4 separate regions of the Mus musculus genome follow, and all the other regions are linked to region 4. A link is a contact called in public ChIA-PET, Hi-C and HiChIP or PLAC-seq data. All regions are on one chromosome and are shown on one strand. Each heading gives the region's core, a stretch centred on a gene start, on an enhancer-like site or on the middle of the called end of the contact. The rest is flanking DNA. Distances are from core to core; before and after follow the strand shown. Region 1 overlaps Morrbid (myeloid RNA regulator of BCL2L11 induced cell death). Region 2 overlaps Gm36154 (a long non-coding RNA gene). Region 3 overlaps Morrbid (myeloid RNA regulator of BCL2L11 induced cell death). Region 4 overlaps Acoxl (acyl-Coenzyme A oxidase-like).

Region 1 (2,700 bases), core at 90-2,589, 310 kb before region 4:
TAAAAGGTGAGCCCATTTATGAGATCCTTGAGGCTCTGGTATTGAATTTTCCATGAGCATCTGGCATCAGAATGTGATGACCAGGATGCTGGGTGGGAACCTGGGTATGACTGTCAAGCTCCACCTCTGGATTTTGGGTTCCCTGTGCTTTTGGCTCTGCCTGCTTGGTAAGAGATGGCCTTCACGCATCCTTCTGAGAGGATGGATGCCGGCTTGGGTGAAAACCACACATCTGGACACTCCGGCAGATGGGATGCTGTACTCAGTAGTGGATGAGAGGAGCTGGGTGAGGTAGAACAGCTCTGGGAGAGACTCAGACTCTGCCTTAGAGCATTGAAAGTCTTTATACATAGTCATTTTCTGAGCCAGGAGCATTCTGTAGAAGCTAAGTCACATCACCCAAGCCCCGAAAGGATCTAAATATGCTTAGAGATACGTGGTTGTAGCTCTGGACAGAGGAACCTTGGTGAGAGACAAGCTGGGGACATTGAGGGCTCATGCCTCATTCTCTGTATGGATACCTTTCACCTCTAGCCTGAACTACATTTCTGTTCCCTAATGAGTACTTGTCTTCAGTATGGTATTCGTGGGTCCCAGATTGTTCATAATGTCTTAGGGAAAATAAAGTTGTGTATCCGTAGTGGGGATGGGGAGTTGCTAATAGTGAATATTAAAGACCCACAAGAAGAGCAAAGCTCACCAAAGCAGAGAGCAGCTTGGCCCTACATGTGACCAGGTGTCCCTTCAGGCTCAACCCAGTACTGGGGAGGAATGGGTGGTCTCCACCACTTTCAGTGTCCACTTGGTTATGGAAGATGTCCTTGAGAATTGCTGAGAATTGGGAACAAACTTCTTATAGTCTCCAAATAGACTAGCCTGGGCTTCTCCAATGAAAGCTAGGTAGGCATCCAATATAGGGTTCACAGGAATTAGTTTCATCCATGCAAAAGCTCCCAGGCCAGCTTATTCAGGTTCTGCAGTGGTAAGCTGGACTTACCACTAACTTTGGCCACTAGTCCATGGGAACTAGGTGGGAAAGACCCAAGTCTTAGTCCACTTGTGCCCCGTCTGGTGTGACCTTGGAAAGGGTGTCCACTTCCTCCTTCTATGGCCTAGCCTGCTGTGTCTATAAGGCCCTATCCCCTCTCTGCGATTTCAGTACCCACTTGGCTGGGAGTGCCATATTGTAACTGCTTGAGCTATTCCATTTGACTCTTGCATCCCACTAAGAAGAGGCAGGCTGGTGAGGACAGGGCAGTCGGCTATCTATCTCTGCTTCATGGGTAGAACTAGAGGAAGCCAGTTTCTCCTTCCACCCATGTCAGCCACTGGTGCGTCACCCAGTTCCTGTTTCTCTTTGCCCACCCAGGAAGGCGCTGCAGATGAAATCCTGGGCCAGATGGCGGATACTGTGAGCCTGGTCAGAAAATGCTGGCTCACAGGACACAAAACGGGAAGCTGGTTTTCCCAAGAGATTCATGGGTGGGGGTAGGGGGTGGGGAGGGGATGCTGTTCCCCTGACTGTGTAGGTGTCACACAGACAGGTTCCCCAGCTTCCAGAAACTTCCCCACTGCCACTGACAATAGGGGCCTTTTAAAGAATAACAAAGGCACTAAATTACCACAGTTGCTGCTGTCAAGAGCCCGGACCCTCTAGGAAGCTTTGTTTTTCAGAGAGGGTCCTTAGAAGCAGCTCAGCTAGAGCTCAATGGCTGGGCAATTTGCCCTCCTTCCTAACTCCACGCAGCAACAACACTCATGTCGGGAAACACACAATACACCCGTCTGAGCAACTTTGCATATTTCCTCTTTCTTGTATCCTTTGTATATTATGCATTGTGAAGGGATCTCTTGGGGACAGATGGAGCTATTCCAAAAATCATGCAATTCCCCGCTCTGAGGTTGCAGAAAAAATGTGGGTCATTAACAAAAGGCCGTGGACAGTGCAAAGTCCTTTGGAGCTCAGGGTGAACTCAGGCTGGTATCCCACTGGGGGCACAGGGAGATGTCCCAGGAAGTTTTGAGTGGTACTGCCTTCTCAGCTGTCAGCAGTGTTGTTCAGCGTCAGAGCTGGAAACAGTGGCCAGCTTAGATTTAACCTTGTTCCCATGGGAGCATTGTCTTCAACCATCTCATGGGAAAACTGCTCCAGTGTGTGTGTGTGTGTGTGTGTGTGTGTGTGTGTGTGTGTGTGTGTGTGAGGCAGATTTGAGTGCAGAGCAGGCTCTGGATCTACAGCATACCTTTTGAGGGCACGGCACCATCTGCCTCTCTCTACCTGCTCTGCCTTTGGAAATATCCTTTCACTTGTTTTGGAGAGCTGAGGATGTGATCTGCAGACAGGGGTGCACCAAGGGAGGCTGACCACAGGGGCCTTGAGCAGCAGTGCAGTTATGAATAGAACTACAGTCTTTCTGGAACTTCTGTCAGCCATATACTGTCCTTGCAACCTCTGCTTGGTTGTGTGTGTGGAGGGGCTTGTCTTATTATTATTTTTTCTCCTTCTCTCCTATAGAGGCTACTTGGAACAAATTCAAGTAAGCCCACAGTTATCTTTAGAGTCTCAGATAGGAGAGGTGTTGAGGGGCTCTGCACCTTGTGAATTGGAGTTCCCAGTGGACTTGACTTGAAGTTGCTTTGGGTCCTTGGAGGCAGGAGCTCAAGACATCACCTGGGGTGTCTTCTAAGTCTTGTGGGAGT
Region 2 (2,700 bases), core at 113-2,612, 390 kb before region 4:
GTTCAAGGCCTGCCTGAGCTGCATAGTGAGTTCAGGGGCAGTGTCTCCAGACCCTGTCTGAAAGAGCAAAGACAGGAAAATAATGGATCTCTCCATTGCCCTCCAGGCCACATAGAGGTGACTTCAAGAAGACCCAAGAGCTCTTCCTGTGTTGAGATTTCCAGGCTGGAGTTCAGACTCAGCAGAAACACAGCTCAAAGCCTCTTGGCCTAGACAACTGGCCCCATTCTTTGCAATACAGAAACCTGAGTCCCTTAGTTGGGCTTAGGCTCAGGCAGTGTGGTTTTGGCTTGAGTAGGAGTGTCTGGAGTCCTAATGATGAAAGCATTCATTGCTTGATTTAAGAAGTGATTTATGGGACTAGCGAGGATGCTCAGTGGATGAAGGTTCTTCATCAAGCCTTATGACCTGAGTTCAACCCTTGGGATTTAATGGTGGAAGGAGGATACCAGCTCCAAGTTGTCTAGTGACCTCTGCATATACACCCATACACACGCGCGTGCAAGTGCACACACACACACATACACACACGCACACACACACACGCACAAAGATAAACATGATAATTTAATTTTTTGTGGTTTTCTTTTCTTCCTTAGATTTATTTATTTTTACGTTCATTGGTGTTCTGTCTGCGTGTATGTCTGTGTGAAGGTGTCAGATCCCCTGGAACTGGAGTTACAGAGAGATGTGCGCTGCCATGTGGGTGCTGAGAATTGAATCTGAACCTTCGGGAAGAACAGCTTAACCTCTGAGCCATCTCTCCAGTCCCAATAATTATATTTTTAAGAAAATAACTGATTTGTGGTATTGTATCTAGGACAAGATACAATTTTGCCCTTGTCCTGAGACTCTCAAGTCACTTTACAATGCCACCTGTCCTCATATTAAGGAGAAAGAGGAGGACTAGAAACACCAGAGGCTCAGGGCACTGGCTGCTCTTCCAGAAGGCCTGGGTTTGAGTCTCAGTACCCACGTGGCAGCTTACAACTGTCTGTAACTCTAGTCCCAGAAGACCTGACACCTTTCAGCCTTTGTGAGCACTGAACACACGTGTTGTACAGCCATACATGCAGGCAAAACTCCCATACACATAAAAATTAATCAATTAGTTTTTTTAAAGGAAAAGAAGAATAAACTACTTTTCCTCTTTAGCAGCTGGACCCCCACAGAAAAGGCAGACTCTGAAGTCAATTCCCAGCAAGAGAAATTATGCTCTGTCACATACAGTATATCTAAATCAGTCTTGGTGTTCCGGTTCTGACTCAGGATGTGGCTACGGGCACACCACATATACCAGTCCCTTTCAAGCTACATGAACAAGTCACCTCTGTGACCCAGAAGACCCTGCTTGGAAACAATCACGAGGCTCAGCCACAAGTCATAACTCATGCTAGGGAACACCAGCAACATGGTCAGACCTGTTCTCCAATGTCTTCATTCAGTGGTTACTCTGAGTGGTTTTGGAAGGTTCCCAATTTCACCCATGTGAACGACTTCACTGTGCATAGTACACTCAATATAATCAATACCAACAAATGCATAAACATGTTCAGATAAATACAATGAATGTGACTGGCAAGCATGGCTTTTATAGAAGACTTTGTGAATATGCATTTATATACAAATAAGAATGCATTGTTCAATGAGATCTGGGGTCTGAGGGAGGGGGTGTTGGAAGACGTTGTTGGAAATTGAGCACACCTTGTGTGTGTCACTGAGCCCCACTTCAGGATCTGAATCCTTCTAACCACCAACTTAACTGTCTTAAAGCAGCCACGGAGATTGGATCAGCTCACACAAGCATTCTCTCCATATTTATAATGAATCCTAATGGAAAATTGATTTTTTTAAATTTAGCTTCACAAAATGGAAAAGATTGGTTTTTAGCTTTTGAACTATCCTTGAGTTAAGGTAGCACAACTCTACAATTTCAGGGTACATTGATTTTCCCACTGTCTACATTTCTGGTTCCCTATTATAAACAAAAACCCTACAATTTATGAGGGCTATCACTGAGTTAATAGTCAAATGCCAAGTTACTATATAAAGTAACGTTGCTGAAATCTACTTCAAAGGGATGGCTTCAACTTAGACGGGAAAAGTGCGGCACTTGAACCTTTAGTACAGTGGTTCTCAACCTTCCTAATCCTGTGACCCTTTAATACACTTTCTTAATGTGTGGTCACCTCCAATTACAAAATTATTTTTATTGTTACTTTATAATTTTAATTTTGCTACTGTTATGAACTGACATGCAAATATATGATATGTGGGATATCTTATATACAAACCCCAGATGAGAATCACTAGTTTAGGAGAAAACAGTAGAATAACTTCTAAGATTTTGATCCTTCATTCAGACACAGAAAATAAGGGAAAAGTCACCAAGGATATTAGATAGATATTAATCCAACTCTGTTTGTATGAGAAAGCCATAGCAATGGGGAGAAATCAGGAGTATAGAGTGGCACTTTGAAGACTCCTTAAAATAAGGCAATCCATGACAGTGGTGGCCATATCACATCATAGTCATCCATTGTCACAGAGAGCAGAAGTCACAAGTAAAACCTTTCTCTATAGTATCTTATTCCACCCGGGTGGCAAGCTCAGGAAATAATACAAGGAAGAAGAGGAACCCCTAACTGAAATAGGTCAGGTGACATGCCAAAACCAGACAACTCTCTACCATTGGTTACA
Region 3 (2,730 bases), core at 102-2,601, 280 kb before region 4:
TCCTGTTTAACACATACCTGACCATCTCATAGCTGGCTTTACATGCAGGGGCCACTTAGCCTGCCCAGCTGCTCAAAGGAGAAGCCAAAATCCACCTAGAGTTTCGATCCAGCAGTCCTGTTTGGCTCCAGTTGGAAGACTTGGAGAATCCGGCTTCTGGGACTGGGTTCGAGCCAGGTGACCCAGCCCGAGGGAGCCGGAGAGGGTTCCAGGCACACACCTGCCACTCGGGTTTCCACCCCGCAGCGTCTCTTTCCTGGCTTGTGCTTTTCAAGTGCCTCCGTCCTGCAAGATTGACAGCTCACTTTTGATTGGAATCAGAGTGTAGGAAGCGGTCTTTTCAAATTTCCTGTGCAACCCAGCCTGCCAAAAGTCCTGCCACTGGCTGTTTTATTTACCCTGGCCACCAGGCCTCTTGCTCGCTGCACCCTAAGAAAACAGATTGCTGTCGGGAGAAAAGTCCATGCGTGTTTCCTTTCTGGAGGCTGATCAAGTTCTGAAAGAAGGGTTTCCTGCAGTCCATTACACCATTTTGGTTTGTTTTATCCCGTCTCCACCTGCAGAGCAGGGAATTAGCCTGCAGCCCAGGGCTGGGCCAGCAGATGACTACAGGGAAAGGAGAGCTCGTGGGCGTGGAGCTTTCCACAACACACCGTGGCCTTGTTCTCTTTAGCTAGGCATTGTGTGCTGAGGCCCAAGCCCAAATCTGAATAGGATTCTGTGTAACTTGATCTGTTTTCTTTCTTTCCTGTATTCCTGTGAGCCAAATTTAACTTCACTCCAATCTGTGGCCTGTACATATAATGTTCTGCCGGAGGGTGGGGGTGGGCTGGGAGATGTGGGAGAGGGTGTATATGCTTGCGGTTTTTTTTTTCCTATCTTCCCCTTTCTACATTTTTTTTTTCTTTTGCTTGCCTGCGTTGCTCACCCACTGCTCACCCTTGGCCGGGTATAACTTAATATGGCTGTCTTGTCTGCAGCCATTAACCCTTTAGGGAAAGTGAGTGGGTTTTTTTTTTTTTTTCAGTCTCTCCTTAGCAAACCACAAAGTTTCCCAACCCCCACTCCCAGCGCCCCGTTGAGAAGCCTTGGCATTGCTTGAGTTAACAGTTGGCCTCCAGGAAACATGAACTTCCCTAGAAGTGCTTGTGCAGCAATTAATAGGCCTTCACTCAGATATGTAAAAATAGCCCCATGCTTGGAAACCCGCAGTTGAAAGACTCGGCTCCTAGGAGTCACCTGACTAGTGTTGGGTACCTCCTCTTTAAAAGGCTTGTGTCCTAAACGTCCCAGAAATATCCCAACATCGATGTGGGAAGGTTGCCAGGGCAGACAGAAATCCAATGTTCAATTAAAAGCTCCTCCAGCTGTGGCTAGGTCAGGCTTTGGCAGAGGCCAACAGCCTTGGGGTTCATGGGTGTGCCCTGCTGTTAACATGGAGGTGGGGATGGGGGTGCTGTCTGCTCCTCCTTTCTACTTAAGCAGCACCCCCTGCTTTTCATGATGGAGGGAGAAGACAGGCTGACTAAAGAGGGTTGGTAAGGGGAGGGCTCCCCTTACCTCCCAGGGCTGTCTCTTCCCTCCACGAAGGGCCGAATATTGGTCCTCAAGGTGTTGTATCTGGGGGACAGTCAGATAACGCACTGACAGCATAATGGTTTCAATGCTCACTGCTTCCAGAAATCACAAACATTCTGGGAAAACAATAATAACAACACCACCACAGAACCACGGGCCCTATCGGGAGGGGAAGATGTCTTGGGTCATTGCGAGCTATTTTTAGAATGGAAAATGTGCTGGCTCAGAGAAAACTAGTCATGTGCCCCAGTCCAAGTAGGGCACAGTGAACCCTGCCCCATGAGCCTGCTGTTCATTTTTACCCAGCCTTGGCATCTCTTCTCCTTCAAGAAGCCCTTCCAGCCAGTGGGGAAAGCGCCTAGGCAAGAGCCAGCTTCCCTAAACATCACTCCATGAGGACCCACACTTGACTCCTTCTGGGGCCCCTGCTACCTGCTGTCAAGTTGGTTGAAGAAGGGTCAGTGTTCCAATGTGGCTCACCTGCTTCACCTCAGGGCTACCGTGGATGTCCCTGTGGTGGCCCTCTGTCATTTTCTTTTTGTAACCACCATGGTATTTTTCAAGGTCCTGGACGTTCAGTGCATAACTGTCCCTCAGTGGAGTTGGCCATGTTTGCCCAGAAAGAGTAACCCAAACCTATGCTGCCTAGGTACCTGTTGTGGGCCAGGGGCCTACATGGCTTATCCACTGACCTTGACACAATGAGGAAGATATGGGAATGGTAACAAGGGAGTGGTCCACCGGACTGGTACCTCGAGGCACAATCAGGGATACATATGAACTAGAATATGATGCAGTCAAGCCTGGACTTTTGGAAAGGTACCAGCTACATCCCTCGTCAGCTGTCCAGCAGAGGGGACCCAGCAGTGATTGTGAAGGCATCACATGTGTGTGTCTGTACATGTGTAGGTGTCTGTGTCTGTGTGTACATGGAAGCCAGAGAACAGCCTCCGGCATCCGTCCTTAGGCACTCACCGTGGTTTGTTTGGCTTGTTTTTGTTTTCTGTTTTGTTTTTGAGCCAAGTGCTCTCATTGGACAAGTGGGCTAGGTTGGTTGGCCAATGAGCCCCTGGGACCCACCCATCTCTCCCTCCCCAGTACTGAGGTTATAAGCAATTGTCATTTGACCCAGCTGCTTTATAATTTGTGTTC
Region 4 (2,700 bases), core at 35-2,534:
TCTGTCTACTGCCTTTGGAGAGGGTATTCTTGCATGAGCCAGTTTATCTGTCCCCGTGCCAACCCTGATCTGGGAGATCTCCATGGAACTTTATAGGTCTATGAGGACTGGCCCATCCTCACCAGATCACCAAAGTCCTGTTTCCCAAAGTCTGGCCTCAAATCAAGAAGCCAGCAGAATGTCTAGGCTCTTTGGGCTTACCTGTCTGCTGCCAGAACTGGCCCTCCACTGGGCATCTCTTGCAGTCTGACCTGTCACCAGTCTGACTATGTGGATTCTATGCTGCTGGGTAGCCTGGGGACCCATTACTATTTTTCCATGTGACATTGAAGTGTCTAACACAGATCCCAGCACAGGATAGACCCTAGTGAATCCTCATCGATGCCATTAGTCGAGACAAATAGGGCCACCTGTTGGACCTCACTGTTTCTAACTTACGTAGAAAACTGCAATGACTTTCCGGTACACATCCTAGCCACTGGGATGGCTTGTTTGAGTGAGACCTTCAAGTCCTGTCACTGAGATATAGCACATGCACTGTTAGATGTGAAACCTGTATCAACCTTGAGTTTGCAGCTCAGTGATATTTTAAGTGTCTGGAGGAGGTGCACGCGCATGCATACGTCCATGTGAATGCACGTGGGGGCAGGAGTTCCACGTCAGGATCTTCCCCAGTTGCCCTCCAGTCTGTTTTTTGAAACAGACTCTTTTGCTGAACCTGGAGCTCCCCGCTTTGGAAAGACTGACTGGCCAGAAAGGCCCAGAGAGCATCATTCCTGCCTCCTCAGCACTAAGACTACGGGTGTGTGATACATCAGATCCTGGGACTTGAACTCGGGTCCTCATGGCTGCGTGAGGACTTTAATAACCAAGTCATTTCTCAATACACACACACACACACACACACACACACACACACACACACACACACACAAACAACACTCATCAGTGATTTCTTTCATATGTGTACATACCCCCTGGAATCATGTCACTCAATTGAGAGACAGAGTTCCCCAGATAACTTCTGTGCTTCCGCATGCAGCACCACCCTCTCCCTCTCTGATTGTGACTGCTGCACTATATCACCGTCAGCTGGCTTTCCTCCTCCTCGACCGTCGAATACATGGGGTATCTGGTATACACGCTTTCACATCACTAAGCATGTCAGTAGAACTCACACATGCTGCGTCACATGATTCACTATGTGAAGCCAACCACAGTTTACTTGTCTAGTTTCATATCTATAAACATTCAGTTTCCAGTTTCCAACTTGGGGTTATTAATAGAGCTGTTAGGAACACTCCTGTATAAGGCTATTTATGAACCATGTAGCATCATTTCTTGGCCATATCTCTAGGGACAGAATTTCTGGATCATAGAATAAGTGTACATTTAACATTACAATAGACTTCCAAACTAGTGTGTGTGTGTCTGTGTGTGAGTCTCTCTCCCTCTCCCTCTCCCTCTCCCTCTCCCTCTCCCTCTCCCTCTCCCCCCTCTCTCTCACTGTGTATGAGTGTGTGTGTGTGTGTGTGTGTGTGTGTGTGTGTGTGTAATTGAACCCAGGGCCTTGTGCATGGTAGTGAATGAATGCTCTAACATCACGTTGCATCCTCAGCTTCTATGATTGCATTTAGAATGTCTTAGTTATGAGAGCCAGCGCTGCCCTGCGTTACCCCTGGGGCTGAGTGGCATCTAGCAGTTCAGTTGATATGCGTCAGTGGGTGGGTGTTGGTTCTTCTTTGTGGTTTTGATTTCTAGCTCTCTATGACTAATAAGATTAGGCGAAGTTTCACGTGCTCATTAGCTCCTCTTTTATCTTCTTTTATGAGGTGTCTTTTCAAGTTTTTTTGTGAAAACTTTTCTTAGATCATATCTTTTTCATTATTTCATCCTGGGGGTTCTTCACACATTCTGATAAAACCTTTTGCCAGACACAGACAGACACTGCAAGTAATTCCTCCCCTCCCCCAGGTTTAGTGTTTGCCTCTGCCCTGATGTGTGTCTTTCAGACAACAGCAATTTATCAATAGCTAATGTAAGCAATTGGTGCTTTCTGTGTTTCCCTAAGAAATCTTTGTTTACCATGGCTTCCAGTAGATATTGGTGATGCTTTTCTGTTTTCTCTGGAAATTTTACAGTTCCCCTGATTATATTCAAGTCTATGTTGGTCTTTAATAAACATTTGTGCACGGAGTAAGAAACAGACCACAGCTTGCTTCTTTTTCATTCAGAATCTACTTTTTCTCACTATTTAAAGAAAAAATCCTCCTCATTGTTTAATTTATTTCATGTGAGAATTTGAGTGGGCAAATATGTGGGCTAAGTGGGCCTGGCAGTGCTCTGCCGGTCTGCCTAACTTCCTGCCAACGTCCTCAGGCCTGGACTAGGACAGTCTCGGCACACGCTTTGAAATCAGTTGGCACCAGCCCTCAGTGACTTCCACTTTTTTCAAAGTTCTGTGGGCTATTTTACATCATTTGCATTTCCATATAAACTGTCAAGTGAGTTTGTAAGTTTACAAACACTCTTTCCAAGATTTTGACTGAAGTGGAGCTGACTCTGAAGGGGGCGTGGGACATCTCATGGCAACGTTAAGTCTCATACACTAACAAGATATGTGTCCTGCCATTGTTAATATCTCTTGACTTACTCTGTGCATATTATGTAGTGTTTTGTGCACTGGTCTTTTATGCTTTG

What was found. A called contact is a pair of places that touch in the nucleus more often than the background predicts. ChIA-PET counts read pairs in DNA pulled down with a chosen protein or histone mark. HiChIP or PLAC-seq counts read pairs in DNA pulled down with a chosen protein or histone mark.
Region 1: a contact with region 4 is called in a Hi-C map of bone marrow-derived macrophages, with 21 read pairs. The contact joins two enhancer-like sites. A contact is called at or near these places in 1 of 484 Hi-C or Micro-C datasets (bone marrow-derived macrophages), 4 of 115 datasets of contacts at active chromatin or transcription factors (acute myeloid leukemia, embryonic basal ganglia, memory CD8 T cells and 1 more) and 1 of 9 other capture datasets (bone marrow-derived macrophages).
Region 2: a contact with region 4 is called in an RNA polymerase II ChIA-PET map of effector CD8 T cells, with 5 times the contacts expected there. The contact joins two enhancer-like sites. A contact is called at or near these places in 2 of 484 Hi-C or Micro-C datasets (Sertoli cells and bone marrow-derived macrophages) and 3 of 115 datasets of contacts at active chromatin or transcription factors (CD8 T cells, effector CD8 T cells and microglia).
Region 3: a contact with region 4 is called in an H3K4me3 HiChIP or PLAC-seq map of bone marrow-derived macrophages, with 3 times the contacts expected there. The contact joins two enhancer-like sites. A contact is called at or near these places in 3 of 484 Hi-C or Micro-C datasets (all in embryonic stem cells), 2 of 115 datasets of contacts at active chromatin or transcription factors (bone marrow-derived macrophages and effector CD8 T cells) and 1 of 9 other capture datasets (bone marrow-derived macrophages).

What each region holds. Positions count from the first base shown.
Region 1 is chr2:128,372,765-128,375,464 of GRCm38.p6, reverse strand. The region is part of intron 1 of Morrbid (myeloid RNA regulator of BCL2L11 induced cell death); the gene reads left to right. Among named protein-coding and RNA genes, the nearest start is that of Gm14010, 49 kb to the left of the region's middle. Within about 2 kb of position 1,339, at least 95 of the 459 cell types and tissues checked have an H3K27ac peak or open chromatin away from gene starts, as enhancers often do. A contact at or near this core is called in acute myeloid leukemia and bone marrow-derived macrophages, where this site is marked.
Region 2 is chr2:128,450,338-128,453,037 of GRCm38.p6, reverse strand. All of the region lies in intron 1 of Gm36154 (a long non-coding RNA gene), which reads left to right. The region is part of intron 3 of Gm29010 (a long non-coding RNA gene); the gene reads right to left. Among named protein-coding and RNA genes, the nearest start is that of Gm36154, 15 kb to the left of the region's middle. Within about 2 kb of position 1,362, at least 33 of the 459 cell types and tissues checked have an H3K27ac peak or open chromatin away from gene starts, as enhancers often do. A contact at or near this core is called in CD8 T cells and effector CD8 T cells, where this site is marked.
Region 3 is chr2:128,337,787-128,340,516 of GRCm38.p6, reverse strand. The region is part of intron 1 of Morrbid (myeloid RNA regulator of BCL2L11 induced cell death); the gene reads left to right. Among named protein-coding and RNA genes, the nearest start is that of Gm14010, 84 kb to the left of the region's middle. Within about 2 kb of position 1,351, at least 119 of the 459 cell types and tissues checked have an H3K27ac peak or open chromatin away from gene starts, as enhancers often do. A contact at or near this core is called in bone marrow-derived macrophages, where this site is marked.
Region 4 is chr2:128,060,140-128,062,839 of GRCm38.p6, reverse strand. All of the region lies in intron 14 of Acoxl (acyl-Coenzyme A oxidase-like), which reads right to left. Among named protein-coding and RNA genes, the nearest start is that of Bcl2l11, 65 kb to the left of the region's middle. Within about 2 kb of position 1,284, at least 74 of the 459 cell types and tissues checked have an H3K27ac peak or open chromatin away from gene starts, as enhancers often do. A contact at or near this core is called in CD8 T cells, acute myeloid leukemia, bone marrow-derived macrophages and 1 more, where this site is marked.